2 separate regions of the Oryctolagus cuniculus genome follow, and region 2 is linked to region 1. The links are chromatin contacts, called in public Micro-C maps. All regions are on one chromosome and are shown on one strand. The core of a region is the stretch at or near the end of the contact, and the rest is flanking DNA. Distances in the headings are between cores, read along the strand shown. Region 1 has its middle 120 kb from the start of IFNGR1. Region 2 holds the start of IFNGR1 (interferon gamma receptor 1).

Region 1 (3,937 bases), core at 532-3,031:
GAAGTGTGTGCAGGTCATTGTTCCTCAGATCTCTCTGGGCCAACGAAGCTCTCCCTTCCCTCTTCTCTTCTAGGAGATTCTGCTGAGTTCTCTAGATTTTTTTTTTTTTTTTTTTTTTTTTTTGACAGGCAGAGTGGACAGTGAGAGAGAGAGACAGAGAGAAAGGTCTTCCTTTGCTGTTGGTTCACCCTCCAATGGCCGCTGTGGCTGGCGCCTGCGGCGGGCACACAGCGCTGATCCGATGGCAGGAGCCAGGTACCTCTTTTGGTCTCCCATGCGGGTGCAGGGCCTAAGGACCTGGGCCATCCTCCACTGCATTCCCTGGCCACAGCAGAGAGCTGGCCTGGAAAAGGGGCAACCGGGACAGAATCCTGCGCCCCGACCGGGACTAGAACCCGGTGTGCCAGCGCTGCAAGGCAGAAGATTAGCTTATTGAGCCACGGTGCCTGCCTTCTCTAGATTCTTGATCTGACAAAGTTCACCAATTCTTTTCTCACTCCACCTATTAATTAAACTCCTGATAAGTGAACAATTGAAGAAATGAGTAAAAGGAATGTTTATCTGACACCTCAGACCATATCTCATTTCCACGACAAAATATAAGGAAAAATTCTTCCTGGAAAAGAAAGCCATAGCACTTTCTGCCTCTCAAGAAAAGATTAACAATGCACTTTTATTTCACACTTTTGGTAGTAGTGTTCCTGAAAGAGAACAGAATGATATGCAAGTAGGCCAAAAAAAAAAGAAAGAAGAAAGAAGTGCAAAATGTGCAAAGATAAGAAAAGTAAAAGAATAGTTTTTGTGGTGGTGGGACCACCATCTACTGGATGACCTTAGTTGATTTGTACTCCTTGAATCTAATATTTTCTACTTCTGTTTCATTTACTCAAAAAAGAGGGGAAAAAGCAATAACTACCATCTTTTCTTTGGGACATGGTAAAGGGAAAATAAAAAATAAGAAGTCAATTCACAATGAAAATAAGAATGAAAAAGGAACCAACTATTTTTAAGCACCTATTACTTAGCTTTAGAGAGCCTTGTGGATGTGATCCTACTTTGTATCCAGTTCTACTGTACATGCTCTGTATTGCATACATTAAGCTTTTGGTCCCAGGCTGTTATTTACTCTTCCAAAGGGCAAAACTAATAAGTGGTTGAGTAGAATTATACCATAGATAGATAGATAGATAGATAGATAGATAGATAGAGTTAAACATAAGAATAAAATACAAAAACCCTAGATGCAATCTTCTCATGCTAAAAAGCTTTCCAAGTAAATATTATAAGTTTACCTGTACTAAATTGATGCAGAAAAAAAATTTTCTTCATGAATTTAAAAATTAACTGCTGAATTAATTCTTGTGTCACAAACTGGAGCACAAGGAGGTTGACACAGTACCCAGCCCCAGGGAGCTCTGAGTGTGGTGAGAGACATAAGTGTGTGATCAGTCAGTTAGGATTCAGCAGGGCATAGACTTGAGGCAGGGGTGAAGGATGCTCTTGGAGAAGGTTGGATGGGAGGGCCACTGAGTGAGGAAACCAGGTGAACAGAGACCTGAAGGACAGAACGTGGTGACTTCTGGGAACTAATATAGGCATCCGATGGCTGGGGTAGAGAGATGAGGGCAGAATTAAACATGAAAGAGCCGGAATAGCGCTAACCTGGAAGCTATGGCTGAGATTGGATTCATTCTAAAGAATTCTGAGTGTCTTGTGATGTGTCTGAGGGGTAGGCAGCATGGAGCCAAATGGCAGAGGAGCACAACGTTAGACAGGTGACCACATGCAGTAGGTTGTCTATTAGTTCACCATTTCTTTGTCCCTTCACTCATACTGTGCTCACCTATGGGAACACCGCTCTGCATAACCCCGCCCACTCGAGGAGGCCACAGAACTCACTCTGGCCAACAGCATCTCAGTAGATCCAACACAGATCATCTTCAAGCAGAAGCTTCAAGTGGGGCCACCTTGAGCGACTGCTGTGGACATGAGACTCCTTAGCCCCAGAGAGAAGCTGCTCCTTCAGCCTCAGTCCCAAAATGAGAAAATATGCCCGAGCTTGGTCAAAAGCAGGCAAGCCAAGGCAAACACAGGCAAACCCAGGCAAACCCAGCCACGCCCTGGATTGCCTTGCATGCCTCTTGTAATGTGAGCAAGAAGTAAATGTTTTGTTAAACAACTGTGATTTGTTGTCACAATACTTATTGACTAATCAATCAGGTAAAATGCCATGACAATCCAAATGAGGATTGATTGGAGCACAGATTAATAGTGACACCCAAGTTGTCTTTTTTTTTTTTTTTTTTGATTAGTGATATTTGAGGGCTCTTTAAGAAATAACCAAAAAGAGCTTAGTAACTAGAGAAGAATATGAAAAATATAGAGGAGTGAATTATGACATCCAGATTTCTTAAGCAGTAACTAGACAGAGGAAGCAAAATTTTTAAGTGGATTCTTTGGTGGGTGCCAAGAAAATAAGTTAAGACTGACAAATATTTTCCCACATGTGTGTAATTATAATTAGTAAAGTGACTATCATCCATCTCTATTAAGCATCTAACAAGTGAAAATAAGCTTAATTTGCATGAAAAGAGGTTATTACATTCAAGAATAGCTCTTCTGACTAAAAAGGTTGTTAGTTATGAGAATGCATTATCCATGGTATTCAAGGAATTTTCTTTTACAGGATATATTTAGTTCCAGATTAGACATGGAAGTTTCAAAATTAATTATGAAGGAAGATCATTTCTAGTGGTGTGATTTTACACCCAGTCTTTCCTCGTCCCCAGTTACTTTGATGATGTTTATTTTATCTCTCTGGGTCTTCATTTTGCCTTCTGTAAAATCAGGCCAGGAAACTAGATGATTCTGAATACCCTCTGCAGTTTGGAAGTAGGAAAAGAGACACCCCCTCCTTGGCCCGCAGGATATAATAGGAAAAGCCACTGCCTGGGTTATAAGTGAGGCATTGGGATCTATGGCAAAGAAGCCTACATACAGCATCCTTTTATATATTGATGCCAATACTGAGAGAGAGAGAGAGAGAGAAATAGAGAGAGGGAGAGTCTTAAACCAGAAATATGTCCTTTCTCCTGAAAGGAAAAAAGCCCAATTAAAATTATTTTTAACATAATTAAAATGTGTAAAAATGATTGAGAGATGTAATTTTTGTGACTTTTTTTCCTGTGACTATAAATTCCAAATATCTAATGCCTTAATCCTTATTGCATTTAAACTTTATAGTTTGGCTTGAGTTACTACTATACTTTGCCCTGAGAAAACGTTTAGAATAAGCAATACCTACATTTGACTTTAGACCTAGTTCAGCATAAAACATGATATGCAATATTCAGACTTCTTGGAGTTGACAACTGAATTGCTTTTGCAACTGTGTGACCCTAAATAACCAGGTTCTTGAAGTATGAGTTAATATCATTCAATATTTGCTTATAAAATGTCTGGCGCATCTTAAGTATTCCCCCGATAATGAGTCATTCATTGGCACTGTCACGTCTGGTCTATGGTGGAGAGTGAATGAAGCAGGCACTTTCAAAGCTGATCTCAACGCTAACTGGAACACTAAGCTACCAACCAGTTAGCAGTATTTCTTGAGCAGAGGGTTCTGCAAGTTCAGCCTCTGTGTAACACAGAAGGAAAGGCAACCAGTGTTAGAAAATACTGTGCCACCTTAGACCCAAAGTGGAAGTGAAGCTTCAAGTTGAAAACCAAACGCAAACAAAATGTAGGAAGTTTTCTGATAGTAGTGTTCCTCAAATCCTAAAAATAAATAAGAACATGCTGACTCTTGATTTACTAAGGATTAAGTAATAGGCGGTCTGAAATACAGAGGGAGAGGTATAACCATGAATTGTGAAATAATTACCTTGAGTTCCAACCCAACTATGCCCCACATGGCTAACAGAGAGTTTTTTTAACT
Region 2 (3,937 bases), core at 531-3,030, 120 kb after region 1:
GTAAAGCTTTGCAGATTCTGCTTTAGGAACAGAAGACGTAGTCCCATGCCCTCATTGTTGCTGACAGTGTTGCTAGTAGACACCCTCTGCTGTCAGCCTTCTTTTGTGGAAAGGGATCACCCCAAGTTCCTTCTCATTCCAGGGGCAGTTTGCACTCAGTGACTCACCAGTGCCCCTCACACCGACTTAGGACACCTCCATGAGGCCATCCCAGGTGCAGAGCCCCTGCAGAAGCCTTGGTTGAGCTGGCATCACAGATCACCTTCTCCCTCTGCTCCTCTCCCTCCATCTCCCTTTCATCCGGGGTCTTATCCTAACAGCATTCCCTAATACATGCCTTGCACCTTAATCTCTACTTCTGAATCTGCTTCTCAGGTATCCCAACCCGTGATGAGTACTATAAAGAGGTCCACAAACGGAAAATCAGGTCTTGTATTATTCCAGAACCTCCCAAACAGCAGGGATCAGTTATTTATTCTTGCAATGACTACAAGGTGCCTTTTGCATAATGGATATCAGAAAAACATCAGAGAAAATATTCATGGCAGACACTATCTGGGACATCGGCATCCTATATGAATCTGGTTTGAATCCCGGCTACTCCACTTCCTATCCAGCTCCCTGCTAATGCACCTGGGAAGGCAATGGGAGATGACCCAAATGTTTGGGTCCCTGAACCCACATGGGAGACCCAGAAGAATCTCCTGACTCCTGGCTTTGGCTTGGCCCAGACCTAGCTGTTGTGGCCATTTGGGGAGTGAAATCAACAGATGGAAGATGGAGGATTTCTCCATCTCTCTCTCTCTCTCTCTCTCTCTCTCTGTAACTCTGCCTTTCAAATCAATAAATATTTAAAAGAGACAGTGTGATGTAGCTGATAATTCCTCGCTAGCTTATAGTGTCTTCATAAGATTCTGCTCTCTAGAATTTTCCTGAATGCTAATGTAATCATGGATTTTTTATCAAGTACTAATTGAATACCAATGATTTCAGCTCTAGGTAGTGAACCTTCTAGAAGGGAGAGAAAATTGACACTAATATGCATATTTTGATACTGGGGAAGGTGGAAAGTGCCATGAAAAAACAGCATGGCAGGGTGAGGGAGAGTGGGCTGCAGCTAGTTTGTGCAAGACTGTGAGAAGCAGAGAACTGAAGTAGGTGAGGTAGTTTGTCATAGGCATGTACAGCACCCATTGAACTGGGAAGGGCAAGGAGCCAAGGCCGCTGGCATGCAGCGGGAGAGACCCGGAATAGCAAATGTGGTCGGAGGCAAGAGTGCAAGAGCTCAGTGAGAGCTGCTTCAGGATCCTCTGTTCGACAGTTAACTGCTGAGAAGAATAAAGCAGCTATAAAGTTGATCTGGGTTATGCCAGTTTATACAAACGGGTTCACTAGTGACGCCTTAGCTTCCGGGGGGCAGGGGCGGGGGAAATGCAGGGATTGGAGGCGGAATTTGAGGACCATTCCTATCCTAAAATCTCCTGCTCCAGGGCGTCCAGAGACCTCTTGGACATCTAATAGGGCCAAACAAGGATTGTGGCCCAATTGTGTTTTAGGCAAAGTTCTGCGACTCCAGGGCACTGCAAAAACAGGAAGAGGAACTGTGGAAGGCAGACCCAAGTCGAAAGAACGTTCCCTTTGCGCCCCAGCGCTTCACCTACCCCGGAGCCCAGGGGACGACCCCACGTCGTTTTGCTTCGTGGGAGCCCTCCTCCGCTGTCTTCCCGCCCGCGCCCCGCCCCTCCGTCCTGACCCCACCCCCGCGGGCACGCCCCGCCCTGGCCACGCCCCCGCCGAGCCGCCCCAGCCCCGCCTCCCACCGCAGCTGGGTACTGGGCCGCGGAAGTGACGCGAGTCCGAGGCCGAAGGGCCCTGCCGCCGGGCTCCCGCAGGCGCTCCGGGGGTCCCGGGGTCCGTCCTTGGCAGAATGGCTCTCCTGGGCCTTCTGCTGCTCCTCACGGCGGCCGGGAGCAGCGCTGGGCTGAGCACCGCGGATCCGGAGCCGTCCTCGGGTACTGTCACTCGCGGCCGGGTGGAGACGGGAGGGAGCGTGGGAGCCGCCCCGACCGGGAAGCCCCGCCCTGCGCCGGCGGCCGCCGGGAAGCTGCGCGGGGTCCCGAGGTTTGCCCACCTGGCGCTCGCCCCTTGGTGGTTGCCAGCGCAGCGCGGCGCGACGCGGGCTTCCGTGCCGTCGGTGCTTGTGACCGGTGATTTCCTCCTCCGCCCTTGACCCCATGGGCGCAGCTCGTAGCTTCAGTGCTTTGTCCCTGGGGTGGACCCGAATGCTAGGGCGGGAGACAGGTGTGTTGTGTCGCGGGCCCACAGGGGCGGTCACCGGTGGCCTTGCGGGAGTCTGCGGGTGCGGGAATGCGTGCGCGCCTAGTGCGTTATGGAGGCGCGGCGCTGAGCCCCTCAGGCTCCCCTAGGCTCCCGGGAAGCGGAGCCCAGGTGGCTTTTCCAACGCTGGGAGGTAAGCGTGGCGCGGAGCTCGGGAGAAATCAGTGAATGCGCTGTGTCTCGCACGTGCACACTGTCTCAGGCTGGAGTGTCATCTTCAGTGTCCAGTTAGTAGCAGCTGCCCGGGAGGCCCGGCCTCCTTAATCCTGGCCGACTCCAGGCCTTGACCATCTGTGTTGTGGCCTCTTCTTCAGCGTCTGGTCCAAGTGCCCCGGTCACACCCAGCCCTTCCTTGGGTCGTGGAGTGCTGGGAAGAAGCGCATCGTGATGACCAAGTTCCTGGTTTCCAGAATCACAGTAACAGCAGCCAAGCGCTGTCAGTGCTACACACTCTTCTAAGTGCTGAACACAGCGACCCCGAAAGGTCGGCGCTATGGATATCTCTGCTTATGCGTGAGCCTTGGAGGCTCGGAGAGGTGTGCCCAGCTAGCAGGGGTCACTGCTGTTCCGTGGGAAGCTCGGTGGTGTGACTCTGGCATCCTAAGTTCGTTTTAACTGCTCAGCTATCTGCCACGTAGGGCAGGTTAGTTGTTCACGTGAGCCGTTGCAAAGACGTTGAGATAAGAACTTGAACTTGGGCAAAGGCTACTGGAAAGCAGAATGAGTGCTTGGTTCTGTTGGGGATGGGGGCGGGGAATCAGGAAAGACTTCACCAAGAAGGTGACCCCAACCTTGGTACCCCGGATGCAGAGAGATTTGTGTGTGCAGGATTACAGGTGGGAAGCAGCATGTTGGATGAGTGGAGTATTTAAGCATTGTCTCATAGACCAAGTGAGTGAGGGTGCAAGGAAACTGGGCTAGCTGCACAGATCACAGATAGGAAACAGTGAAGTGCCTCGCATACCACAGTAAGGGAAAGGAGCAGAGCTCTTGCTAACGGAAGCAAAAAGACAAAAGTATTGGCTCAGAGAATCCAAGAGCTGCTAAGCAGAAAACTAGAGGGCCTCAGGGAGCTAGAACCAGGACTCAAACTGCCAGAATTCACCATTTCTGATTTCTCACTGTCTGGGTGTTGACAGCAGGATCGGTGGACGGTGAGAGCTGCTTATTTTAACGTACTGCAGCTTCCTCCATCCTAACAAAGTTCCAAGGCAAGATTCTGATTTGCCCTGCTGGGTTCGGGTGCCGGCTCCCAAGGGAAAGACATGCCTGCAGGGCGGAAGAGGAGAGGTATTTCTGAAAGAAGACAGGAGCTGAGCCTCCAAAGGACTGTGCCCGCGACGCCTTGTGCAAGGCATTAGGCAGCCACTGGATGCTTTCCCAAAGGGAAATGATGCTATGCAGGATGCAGGATGCCACTGAGAAACCCCAGTTGTCTCATGAAACAGTTTGAGGGTCCATGCAAAGGAGGGAGGCCAATTAGGAGGCCGCTGCCTGCGGGGGAGGCGGCAGTACGGATTGACACGCCCAAGAGGGCGGTCTGAAGGCGTATTCAGCAGGCAGAGGCAGCAGGGCTCTGGTTGACGGCACGTGGGCAGGT

Evidence for each region. A called contact is a pair of places that touch in the nucleus more often than the background predicts.
Region 2: a contact with region 1 is called in a Micro-C map of ear pinna, with 2.8 times the contacts expected there. The contact joins the promoter of IFNGR1 here to the enhancer-like site in region 1. A contact is called at or near these places in 2 of 6 Hi-C or Micro-C datasets (ear pinna and an unstated tissue).

Annotation. Positions count from the first base shown.
Region 1 is chr5:31,559,115-31,563,051 of mOryCun1.1, forward strand. No RefSeq gene overlaps it. Among named protein-coding and RNA genes, the nearest start is that of IFNGR1, 120 kb to the right of the region's middle. Within about 2 kb of position 1,782, at least 1 of the 8 cell types and tissues checked has an H3K27ac peak or open chromatin away from gene starts, as enhancers often do. A contact at or near this core is called in ear pinna, where this site is marked.
Region 2 is chr5:31,680,932-31,684,868 of mOryCun1.1, forward strand. It overlaps IFNGR1 (interferon gamma receptor 1), which reads left to right and starts at 1,781. Exons shown (of 7, transcript XM_008263570.4): 1 at 1,781-2,012. The coding sequence starts at 1,928.